Regions from separate parts of the Hordeum vulgare genome. Here region 1 is linked to region 2. A link is a contact called in public Hi-C data. All regions are on one chromosome and are shown on one strand. Each heading gives the region's core, a stretch centred on a gene start, on an enhancer-like site or on the middle of the called end of the contact. The rest is flanking DNA. Distances are from core to core; before and after follow the strand shown. Region 1 holds the start of LOC123402033. Region 2 holds the start of LOC123403155.

Region 1 (5,449 bases), core at 2,359-4,858, 200 kb before region 2:
AATAAAATAAAACATTATTTCTTTCGTAAAAACATTTCTAAAAGAAAAAACCATTTTTTGATTTTGAAGAACAATTTATGAAAAGTCTAGATCATTTTCTTAAAAAAACATATTTCATTTTTAAGAACATATAATGAAAATCTCAAACATTTTTCAAAAAATACAAAACATTTTTTGAAAACCCACAACATTTTTTCAAAATCTAGAACATTTTTGAAAATCTAAATTTTTTTGAAATGCAAAAACATTTTTTGAATTTGAAGAATTATTTTTTAAAATCCCAAACATTTTTTTAAAATCCAGATTTTTTTCTGAAAATGCAGAACATATTTGGAACTAGAAACAGAAAAGAACAAATAAAAAAGAAAAAAAAACGTGTTCAGGAACCTTCTAGAAGTTTCTCCAAACCAGAAATGAAACCTCTAGAAGGTTCCTAATACCGGGGCTCTCGAACAGTTATATGGACCGGCCGGTTGTGTTGCTGCTCGGTTGCGTGTGCGAAGCACCGACAACTTGATGCAATGGACGACAAATAACATATTTCATGGATTAGATCTTTTGAAAAAAAATCTAGAACAGGAATAGAAGCTCAAATAAAAATTAAAAGAAGTTCCAAAATACAAATACACATAATTTAAAATGTCAAATTCCACAAATACAAAATCCAACTAAAAGTAAAGAACAAAACCAAAAGTTTAATTTTGGTTGGTGTTTAATAAAATTAAACCCTCAAATTTATAATAACTCAATTTAATCAGATAAAACAAAACTAAATTTTCTAGTCCTACTTTTTAAAAATCTTTTTCTAAACATTCCGAACAAAGGCATGTTACACACATGCTGAAAGGTATGATAGCAGATAGTTTGATAGTAGGATAATTTGTATCAAGTAATTAGAGCATCTCCAAGAGCCGCGCGATATAAGCGTCGTGCTGGAAAAATATGTTTTTTGCACGCGCACAGCCGCTCCAGCGTAGGCTCAAAAACCGCGCACGCGGCATAAGGGTTCAGCATGCGGGGCGAAACGGCATCGCACGCCGCTTATTTCATGCGCGCGCTCCAGCGTGGTGCACACTCAAACGCGTGCGTCGCACCCTCTTCGACCGCGTCGCCACCGACAAATTCGCTCGATGGACGGCCGCACCGGCACCCCCCCTCACCCCTCACTACACCCGCGACCCCGTCGTCGTTGTCGTCGCCGCCGCCGGCGCAAACCCTAGCGCTGGGAGCTTTGGTTTCGCCTTCGTCGGTGCTCCTCCAACCACCGGTCTCGCGCGCGGCCTTTTCATGGTGCCACAGACAACCTCGGCGGCGGGTGGCGTCGCGCCGGCGCCCGCCATGAAGCCACGTGACCCCACTCGAAGCTCCCAAATGCGGCGGTGGCGAAGACGGGCAAGGTGTCCAAGAAGAAGAACAAGGTGGTGGACGGCTCCTCTAGACGACCGAAGAAGAGACTTGCAGGGCGTGCGACGGATGCGGCGGCGACCGAAGCGCCGACGAGCTCGCTTGCTGCGTCGGCGGTCGATGCGCACAAGGTGGTCATTGAAATGCCCACAAGGTAAAATTTTGCCCACTTTTTTCGTTGTTGTTTTTCGAATGGATACATATGGATAGCTTATTTGTTTTTTGTATATCCTTTGTAGTTTTAATGATGAGACATATATGTCAACTATGGGTGTTGGCTCCAACAATTCTCATTGATCTCAAACCAATGAGGTGCATTTTTATGATCATGAGTTTGAGGTAGACGAGGATGGTGAGGTTATCTTTGATGCACCGAAAGAAAGAGCGGGCAACTACACCATGGACAAACACATCTTGCTATGCAATACATGGTTGCAAGTGTCTAGGGATGCCACCGTTGGAGGGGACCAAAGTAGAGATGCATATTGGATCCGTATGAAGGAGCACTTTGATTTGCACAACAAATAGGAATTGACCGGTCAGAAAGATCTCTTTGCTTCCGGTGGTTGACAACCAACAAAGATTGTCAAAGGTGGGCGGCTGCACTTAAGGTAGTTGACACGTTAAACCCAAGTGCCACTAATGATAGAGATAGGGTAAGTGCCATTTCTTTCACGGTTCTTCCATGTTCATGTCTCTTCTTTGTTCATGCTTCTTCTTTAGTGTTTCAAGTGCTAACTTGTTCTTTTGTTTGTAGCTCACTATTGCACAAAACATATTTCAAGGAGAGGAGAAGAAGACCAAAAAAGGAAAGAACAAGAAAGGGTGGCCATTTACCTTGCCCCATTGCTATGATGCGTTGAAGCATGATGAGAAATGGAAGCCCCGTGAAGGTGCCAATGAGGAGAGCAACACACACAAGCAAACTATTGATTTGGATGATGACGAGGAGGAGGCATCAAGTGATGGCGGCAAGAGAAGCCCTACACCAAACTTGGTTGCCTACTCGAAGCCAAAAGACCAAATGGAGGCAAGAAAGACGCAAAAGAAAAGAAGAAGAGGAAAGGAGATGATGAGCTAAAACATGACATGGAAGCTATTGTGAACGCAAGGAAGGAAGCGACGAGGTGAGGAAGATGGCAAGGAAGCAAGATGCGGCGGCCGAGGAGAGGAGGTTGGCGGCCGAGGAGAGGAGGGTGGCGGTCGAGGAGAGGAAGGTGGCATTGGAGGAGAAGATATTGGCCATGCAGGAGCGAACTAGATTGTTGGAACGGGAGAAGTACTTGATCTTTATGGACACATCTACCCTCGATGAGAAGCAAAAGGAGTACGTCAATCTTGCCCATGAAGAAGTCTTGGTCAAAAAAAGAGTCATGACCATGGGAGGCATGGGAGCTCCTATGGACGGCATGAGTGGCATGGGCCGTGTGACATCTCCGGATTAGGCTACAGGTTGTAATCAAGCTACAGTAATCACACCCTAATGGTGCCATGTTATCAAGATTAGCTAAGATAAATTGCCACTTGATAAAAACCAAAACTAAATTCAAATTAAAATTAAAGTCAAATAAATTATTTCTTCAAACTATAAAATAAAAATCATGAATGAGTTGCAAATAATCCACTGGTGTTTCTAAAATTTGAACCACCATTTTTGTGAGTAATTAAAGCCCTTAAAACAATTAAAACATAAGACAAACAATAATTTTAATGCCCTTTTTAAATCATATAAATTTCCAAACCACTTTAAATAAATGTCAAACTTTTTATGGCAGTGTCTAAAAATGTAATATAGATAATGGACCGAGTTCTATATTTTTAAAAAAGATTACTCTTACTAAAATATATAAAACAGAAATAAAATAAAATAAAAAAGCAAAAATAAAAACATAAAAAAAGGGGAGAAAAGAAGCCCCTTCCCCCTTGGGCCGAAACCCAGCCTGGCCTCCCCAATCGGTCGGCCCGATCGGCCCACCCTGGGCCCTATACCCTCATCCCACCGACAATCCACCGCTGTCGCCCCACTCCCCCCTCTCCTCTCACTCCCCTATCCCCCTCGCCCCGACTGGATTGGGAGAACGTCCGCGCCGCCAACCTTCCTCGCCGGCCATCGCGCCCCTCCGCTGGATCCTCCTCACCGCCGGCCTCCCCCGCCTCCCCCCCGAGCCTGCTGCTACTCCCCTCCATACGGGGGTGAGTTGCTCCCTCCTTCCCTCCCCACTTCTCTTTCCCCCTTGGTCCGATTGTCGTGCGCACCCTATCCTTCGGCACCACTCCGGCGGCCCCTCCCCCTCGCCGCACCCTCCCCCCCACCGCAAGCTTGCCCGCCTTCGCCCCACTGCGGCACGCTGCTCCCCGCGCCGCCCGCTGCGCCGCTCGCCCCACGCCCAAGTCGTTGGCCTCCGCGGCTGCCCTGCACTGCGTGTGCCGCGCCCACGTCCTCCCGCACGCGGCCTCGCCCTGGCCAGGCGTCGGTGGCGCTCGTCGCTTATGCCCCCTTCGCCACCTACACCTCCAACCGCGCCCCTGCGCTGCGTCCGCCACCGCTCCCCACTGTGCCCCGGCCAGCGCATGGGCCTTCCCCTCTCCTCGGCGGCTGCTACTGATGCTGCCGGTCATGGCCAAAGCCATGGTCAAGGCAACCCAGCACGCGCGCGTGTGAGTGTGTGGCCGGTGCCACTACCAGGTGGGTCGGCCCTTGTTTAGATTCAGACTACTTTAGTTTAGGACTAATTAAAATACTTTAGTTAATTAGCCCGTGCACTAATTGGTGGCACCACCTAATTAACCTAATAATTAAATTAAATTAAATAATTTAATTAGTTTAAAGTTAATGACCCACTCATGCGTGGGGCCCTCTTAGTTAATTAGATGTTTTAATTAAATCAAACAACCCTGTATTTATGACAGATGGGCCCCACAGGTTAGTCTGACCATTGAGGAGTCATGTTGACTGCTGACATCATAGTGAGGTCATACTGATGTCATTTTAGTATTTTCTAATTGAACAAATATGTTAATTCCTAAAAAATAATAAAACTTTAAAAATTAATATAAAATAATCTGTAGTCAATGAAAATAATTTATATATGAAAGTTGATCAGAAAAATCACAAAATCTGAATACGCTATCCTTTCATTTGTCACATGCTCCTAGCATGATGAACATAGAACTTTCCTCCCCGATTTATCCTTGTGGTAGTAGCCACAAACCGAAGATATATCGTCAACTATTTTCCCGCTCCATCCATTACGTGTAATACTGTGTTAGCTCATACCTAGCGTCGCATATAGCCATGTCATGCTTTGTGATGCAATTGATTGCTCTATTATTTATAATGTTTCACCTATATTACTTCCTTTCCGGTAGACCCCAAGACCGATGATGATCCGGTGATTGACTTCTTCCTGGTCGAGGATCCGTTTTTGTCTGTAGAGCAACCAGGCAAGCAAACCCCCCTTGATCATTCCTATATCGCCTATTATTTCTTCCTCATGCTTGTATTAGATTTTTCTACTGTTGTAGATAGCTCCTATTCTGATGCATAACCTGTTTTTGATGAACTGCTACTTTATTTTACTGCACTTTAAACTGTTTAGTATAGGTGGAGCAGTGATCACCATTTACCCCTTAGTCCAGTTGCCCGCTTTATCACCAAATCTCGATCTACTGATCGACGAGCCAAGACCCTTCACATCACTCACACCCCCTAAGTCGTACGACGCTGCAGAGCTACTATCAAGTACCGAGGGTGACACCTCATTACGTACTCCGATGTTAGCGTTGTAGTGTAGTTGACTGGCGATGGTTCTCGGAAGGTGATTCCTCCTTCACCACCTTCGATAACGACTCTGTCGTACAACCCATCAAACGTGGTCCATTGAGGGTGATTCCTCCCTAGCCACCTTGATGGTTACATCATTCAGAATCCATCGATGGTGATACCTCGGATCCCTCTGATGTTACAGGCGCACAATTACTTGACCTTGCTACTGGGAAAATGATGAGGTGTGTTGCGGGTGGATTCCCGCGTAAATGTGACGGG
Region 2 (5,442 bases), core at 2,422-4,921:
GGAGCTGGCTGGCTCAACCAGCTCACCATCGACGCCCGCAACCGTCCAAGGGACCATGCGGTGGGTGGATAAACTCGGGGCACACTGGTGAACTGCCACCATCGAGAGATTGATGTTGCGGCACTAAGTCTGAATCGAGGAAGCACTACATGTGAACTTTGAATGCACTTGATTCAGAGACTGATGACCACTGTGCACACTAGGTGTGTGATCAAATGAAATGGGCACGTGGAAAAACTATTTGAAGCTAGAAGTTTATGAGATGGCCTCTCATTGAGTGCAGAGACTGTGTGCAAATTTTCAGAATTTTTGGAAATGGTTAAGCCAGGTTTTTAATAAAAAAAGAATATCTTGGTCAAAGTTGAGTCAAACCTAATTTGAAATTTCCAAACTAGTGACTCCAATGTTTTTGGTGAAACGGGTTGAGGATACTAAGGTCTTCTAAGGATAGGAATTTGGGTATCAAATACCAAAGGAATCTATGAGTTCCTTTAAAAAATCTTTGGGGTCAAAATTGATTACAGAAATTATTTTTGATTGAAATAAAATATGAAATGTTGTTAAACCCTTCTAAAACTTTGAGAAATCAATTAAAATAAATGCCTAGGTGCAAGGGAAGTGCCATAGGTTAGAAATCAGAAAAGATGGAGGGAAAACAAATATTGAAGGAGGTTGACTAGTGAACCTATGAAAAATTATTCCAAGGTTGGTTAAAAAAAAGGGTTCTCCCAAACCAAATCATTTTGAGAAAAGGCTAGGAAAAAAATTCCTTTTCAAACCAGACAGGTTGTGGAAGAAAGCTCAAATTTTTTTCTTAAAAAGGGTTTCAAAGAACTTCAAGAGTTTTCATCAAAGCCAAAATTTTAAATCCATTTTAAAACAACTCAAAAGTGAGAGAAATCCAAATAAAAAATTATGGGTGTTAGAGGCCGCCCAAAGTGGCCCAAGACAGAACCGACAAAGGGGTACTCTACTTGGCCCATCGGATCAGGAGTTGATGTGGTGAGAGGTCCCTTAGTCAAGGCATTGTCAGTTGGTATATCAATCAAGGGAAGCAGTTGACTGACTCTTGGTGTGTTGACATTGAAATCTTCTTTCGGTTTGTTCTACGGCTTGGTTCACTTCAAACAGTTTGGGTTGGTGGTGAAGAATTGCAAGGCTGCGCTACATGGGATGATGCTCCAAAACGATATTTCTTCAACATTTGTTTGATCTCGCTTTTAGTTCCTTTTCCTTTCTACATTTACCATGAAGGCATAACCTTTCTACATTTTGCGTCCATTCTCTTTTTCCTTTTCCTTTTTTCAACTTTTTTTATGATTTTGTTGTTACTTTTATTTCTCTTTTACTCTAATTTTTTGGTGGAGCAAATATACAAACATATTTTGAACATAAATTTTGTTGTGCACGGACATTTTCAAAAATAGATTAACTCCTTTTTAACATGTCAAGATCTTTTTATAAACATGAGACCAACATTATTTCTCATATATGATTTTGTTTACCCGCTTATATGATTTTTTTTAGGTATAGAAGCATTTTTATCATTATCTGGTCTTAATTATTTTATTTAAATATATTAAATTAGAAACATTTTTTGGAACAAACAAAACATTATTGGGTCATGCATATGGTGTGGCGCTCCAAGCTAGAGTGCTCCTAGTTGGCGCCTTAGGGGGTGTTCCTTTACATGGACTTTTTGCTATAGGGACTAGAAAAAATCTCTTTTAGTCTCATGTGAAAGAAACAGGAGGGACTTTTAGGAACTAAAAAAGCGTATTTGAGACTAAGGAAAGAAGTCTCTATGGAAGGGTCTTTTTGGGACTTTTGGACACTTTTTCCAACAGTGTCCCTACTTTTAGCATGTCATTTAATAACTTCTATTGCATTACTAGGGGTAACATGGTCTTTTTGCATGTCATTTAATGATCTCTAGTCCCTGTTTAGTCACTGAAAAAAACGGATAAGGACTAAAGACTTTTTAGTTGGGACTAAAAAAAGTTTTAAGACTTTTTAAAAAAACAGTGCGTTATATGCCAGTTGTAGACGCTCTGCCTGATCTCGGGGCAGGCCCCATAAAAGAGGTGAGGAGTTCGCTCCGGTTCTAAGTTGACCTGTCTCGTTGACGAGTGGACAGTTGAATTCCAAAAAAGTTCAGGAAAATTGAAAAACAAAATCATGAGTTTAAAAAATTCGTATATTAAAAAAATAGAAAAATGAAAGGGTTCACAAAATTTAAAAAAGTTTGGAATTTTGTTTGTAAAACATCACAAATTTGGAATGTTTCATAAATTTTGAAAAAGATCACAAATTTGAAAAAAACATGAATTTTAATATAAAACAATTTAAATTAACTTTATAAATTTCGAAAAAGGTTTGTGAATTTTAGAAAAGTTCAAAATCTAAACAACTTATGTGTTTGAACAAAAAAGGAAAAAGTAAATAATCGCACAAAACTGGAAAGAAATGGTGCAGAAAACTAAAATGAAAAAGAGAAACAAAATATTTGCCCTGAAGCTTCCAGAATCTTCTCAAGACCAGGACAGACTTCTCGCATAAAATGTTAGATGGGCCGACCCATTGTGATCAGCTTCACTTGCCACGTACCATTAATAGTTGTAAGTAGCGCTGAACGAGATCAACTGGTTAACGCCTCCTAGTAAGTATTCCCACGCACCAACTTGACATGTTTTTAGTCGCCGTCACATGTCGCCTTCTAAGTGTTTCTTCTGGATTTTGGTTTATTTATTTTTTAGATGCGTTTTTGGCTTTTTAGATTGATTTTTTTAATTTTTTTTATGTTTTCATTTTTCATCAGTCTTTCTTAGTTTTCCGACAAAAAATGCATGAAAACAACATTTTCTGTTTTGTTGCAAGAGCCACGATTTTGCTTCGCGAGAGACACGACCGTGTCTTTCGGAAACAAAAAAAAATTATTTTTTTGCTTTTTTTGCGAGAGGCACAGTTTTTGCTTCCGCGAGAGGCATAGTATTGCCTTCGCGAGAGGCACAGCCGTGCCTCTTGAAAAGGAAAAAAAATGTTTTTCTGTTTTTTTTCACGCGAGGCACGGGTATGTCTCCACGAGAGACACAATTTTATCTTTGTGAGAGGGAGGAAAACGTGTTTTTTTTACGAGAGGCACGGTTTCACCTTCGTGAGAGGCACACCTCTTGAAAAGGAAAAAAATGAAGAAATATGCGCTTTCTGTTTTTTACCTATCACGAGAGTCGCGGTTCCTTTGCTCCGGTTCTTTCGCGAAAAAAAATTCTTCAAAATCTATTAATATTAAATATAGTTTTGAAGATCTCGACGTAAAAAATCCAACGGTGAAAATGGTTTGAGTTTTGGACGAACGATTTAGGAGAGATAAAACGTGTTGAAAATATGAATCTAAGAAAAATAGAAAAACCTTCAGATGGCAATGAATGACACGTATGCAGTGACTCGCAACTAAAAAATGGAAATGGCTTTTGAAAGATATACTCCTCAATTAGTGATTTCACGCTGAAGGTACTTGTGCATGGCATAGCCGTAGGAAGCAATCTGCTAGGTCAGAGAATATAAGTGGCGCTGAAGGTGTCAAATAGGCCCGTACTTGGCCCGACTACGCCTAAAAAAAAAACACTTCCCGACCCGAGTGGTAAAAAGAAAAGAAAAAAACTTCCCTTCCCGAGCCGAGTACGAGGACCCCAATCCAAATCGCCTCTTTCCCTTCTTCTTCCCCGTCCCATCTTCTCCTCCCCCTCGTACGCGGAAACCCCGCCACGCCTCCACCCACCGCCGGGGTCCAGCCTTCCTCTTCCGCCGCCGTGACGCTCGAGGTAAGCGACCGTGACGCTACTCCGCCTCCCCCGTTTTCCTCTCGCGTATTCACATGATCCGTGACCCCCTCGCCTTCGGCGTTCGCGTGCTCCCGTGCGCTCGTGTACGTTTGGTTTGCCCGTCTCACGGTCGTAGTGTTCGTGCGCCTAGCGGCACCTTCCACTTTTTCTTATGCTCGGTTAGGGTTCGTTAGGATGTTCTGCCCTGCGCTGTGGTTCACCCCCTGGTACCTGATCGTACAAATCGCCGCGGAGATGGGGAAAGGCGTGGTCGGCCTCTACCCTTATCTGAGCCCAACACACTGTTTCTTACCGCCAATTCCGACACCCTTCCTGGCCAGCGGCGTTTTCGCATGTGATTTGTGACGGAGTTCCCGGAGAAGGTTCATTCTGTTGTATGGGAGGGACGGGAGAATCATTGTAGCTGTGTGTCCTGTAGCTTTAATCGTTCCGACGCAGAATTTTATCCATTTAACCTGTGGTTTTCCATAAGTTGGTTTGAGCATGAGCAAGCTAGTGCATGTTTAGTTGTGAATTCCGTATTAAATGATTGGCATTTGGCATTATATACTCATAATAGGATTATTTGAGACGTGAGATTGTGGGAATCACGCTAAGGCTGCGCTTGGAAGTGGTGTAATCTAATACAGACGTATTTATTTTGCACTTCTATGTTACCGGCCATGAGCAGATTTTCAGCGGGAAACAAAACGATGGGCAGAGATCTGTATTTTTACAGGGATATCTGAGACGAAAACGGTAATCCAAACAAGGCCTAAATATTTCCTCCAGGTGGTTATTAATATTAAACCACAAGGGAGCATCGTACACATATGCTTTTATTTACCATCTGCAGAAGAGGAATTGTCTTGTTCAAGATTATCTGATGAAATTGAAGCTGTCAGAATAGATTGACAACCTTGATGTATTTCCACTTTACTTCTTATTTGAATATGTTTCCACTTGTACGATTGAACTATGGTGAATACAAGAACATGGATTGGTTTATTGCTCCTACTTCATTTACTGTTCCGTACTTGTTTTTTGCTTCTGATGGATAAAACCCATCTTCGTGTATTCAAGAAATATCTCATGCTCGCTGTAAATCTACAGGTTTGCCCCTGGTGAATTCGGCGATTCAAGCAAAAGAAAACCATGAGCTACTTCCAAGCTACAACTTGCAAGCCTCATACTGGGCTCATTGTGGACAGACCCATAACGGGTCTTGGGAAGACCTGCAGATTACTACCTGTCCCCCAGTATTCCATACGGTCACATCCTCTCGGATTTCGCAAGCTTGATAAGCATATCTACCCACGACTTGTTCTTGTTGCTGCTAGCCACACAAGGCTTACTCCTGTATGTGCCTCAAGTGGAAAAGGGAACCCTGAGCTTGACAATGATGTAAGCATATTCCATGTCTCTATGCTTGATTATGCATGACGGGAGTATGTGCCTGAACCCATAAAATAGTCATGAATGCTATTGTTCTTTTTAACGAACTAACATGTCTGTCATTATTTGTTTCAACCTTGCTCCACCTTCTCCCAAAACATGATCATGGCATGCTCCTGGAACTAAGATATTTAACTCGTGTGATCTGGGTTGGTCGAAAGGCTAT

What was found. A called contact is a pair of places that touch in the nucleus more often than the background predicts.
Region 1: a Hi-C map of seedling shows a contact between it and region 2, with 2.6 times the contacts expected there. The contact joins the promoter of LOC123402033 here to the promoter of LOC123403155 in region 2. A contact is called at or near these places in 4 of 6 Hi-C or Micro-C datasets (leaf, seedling and an unstated tissue).

Annotation. Positions count from the first base shown.
Region 1 is chr6H:346,158,140-346,163,588 of MorexV3_pseudomolecules_assembly, reverse strand. It overlaps LOC123402033, which reads left to right and starts at 3,608. Exons shown (of 3, transcript XM_045095891.1): 1 at 3,608-4,090; 2 at 4,774-4,848. The coding sequence starts at 3,895.
Region 2 is chr6H:345,958,429-345,963,870 of MorexV3_pseudomolecules_assembly, reverse strand. LOC123403155 reads left to right here and starts at 3,671. Exons shown (of 4, transcript XM_045097117.1): 1 at 3,671-3,821; 2 at 4,935-5,225. The coding sequence starts at 4,977.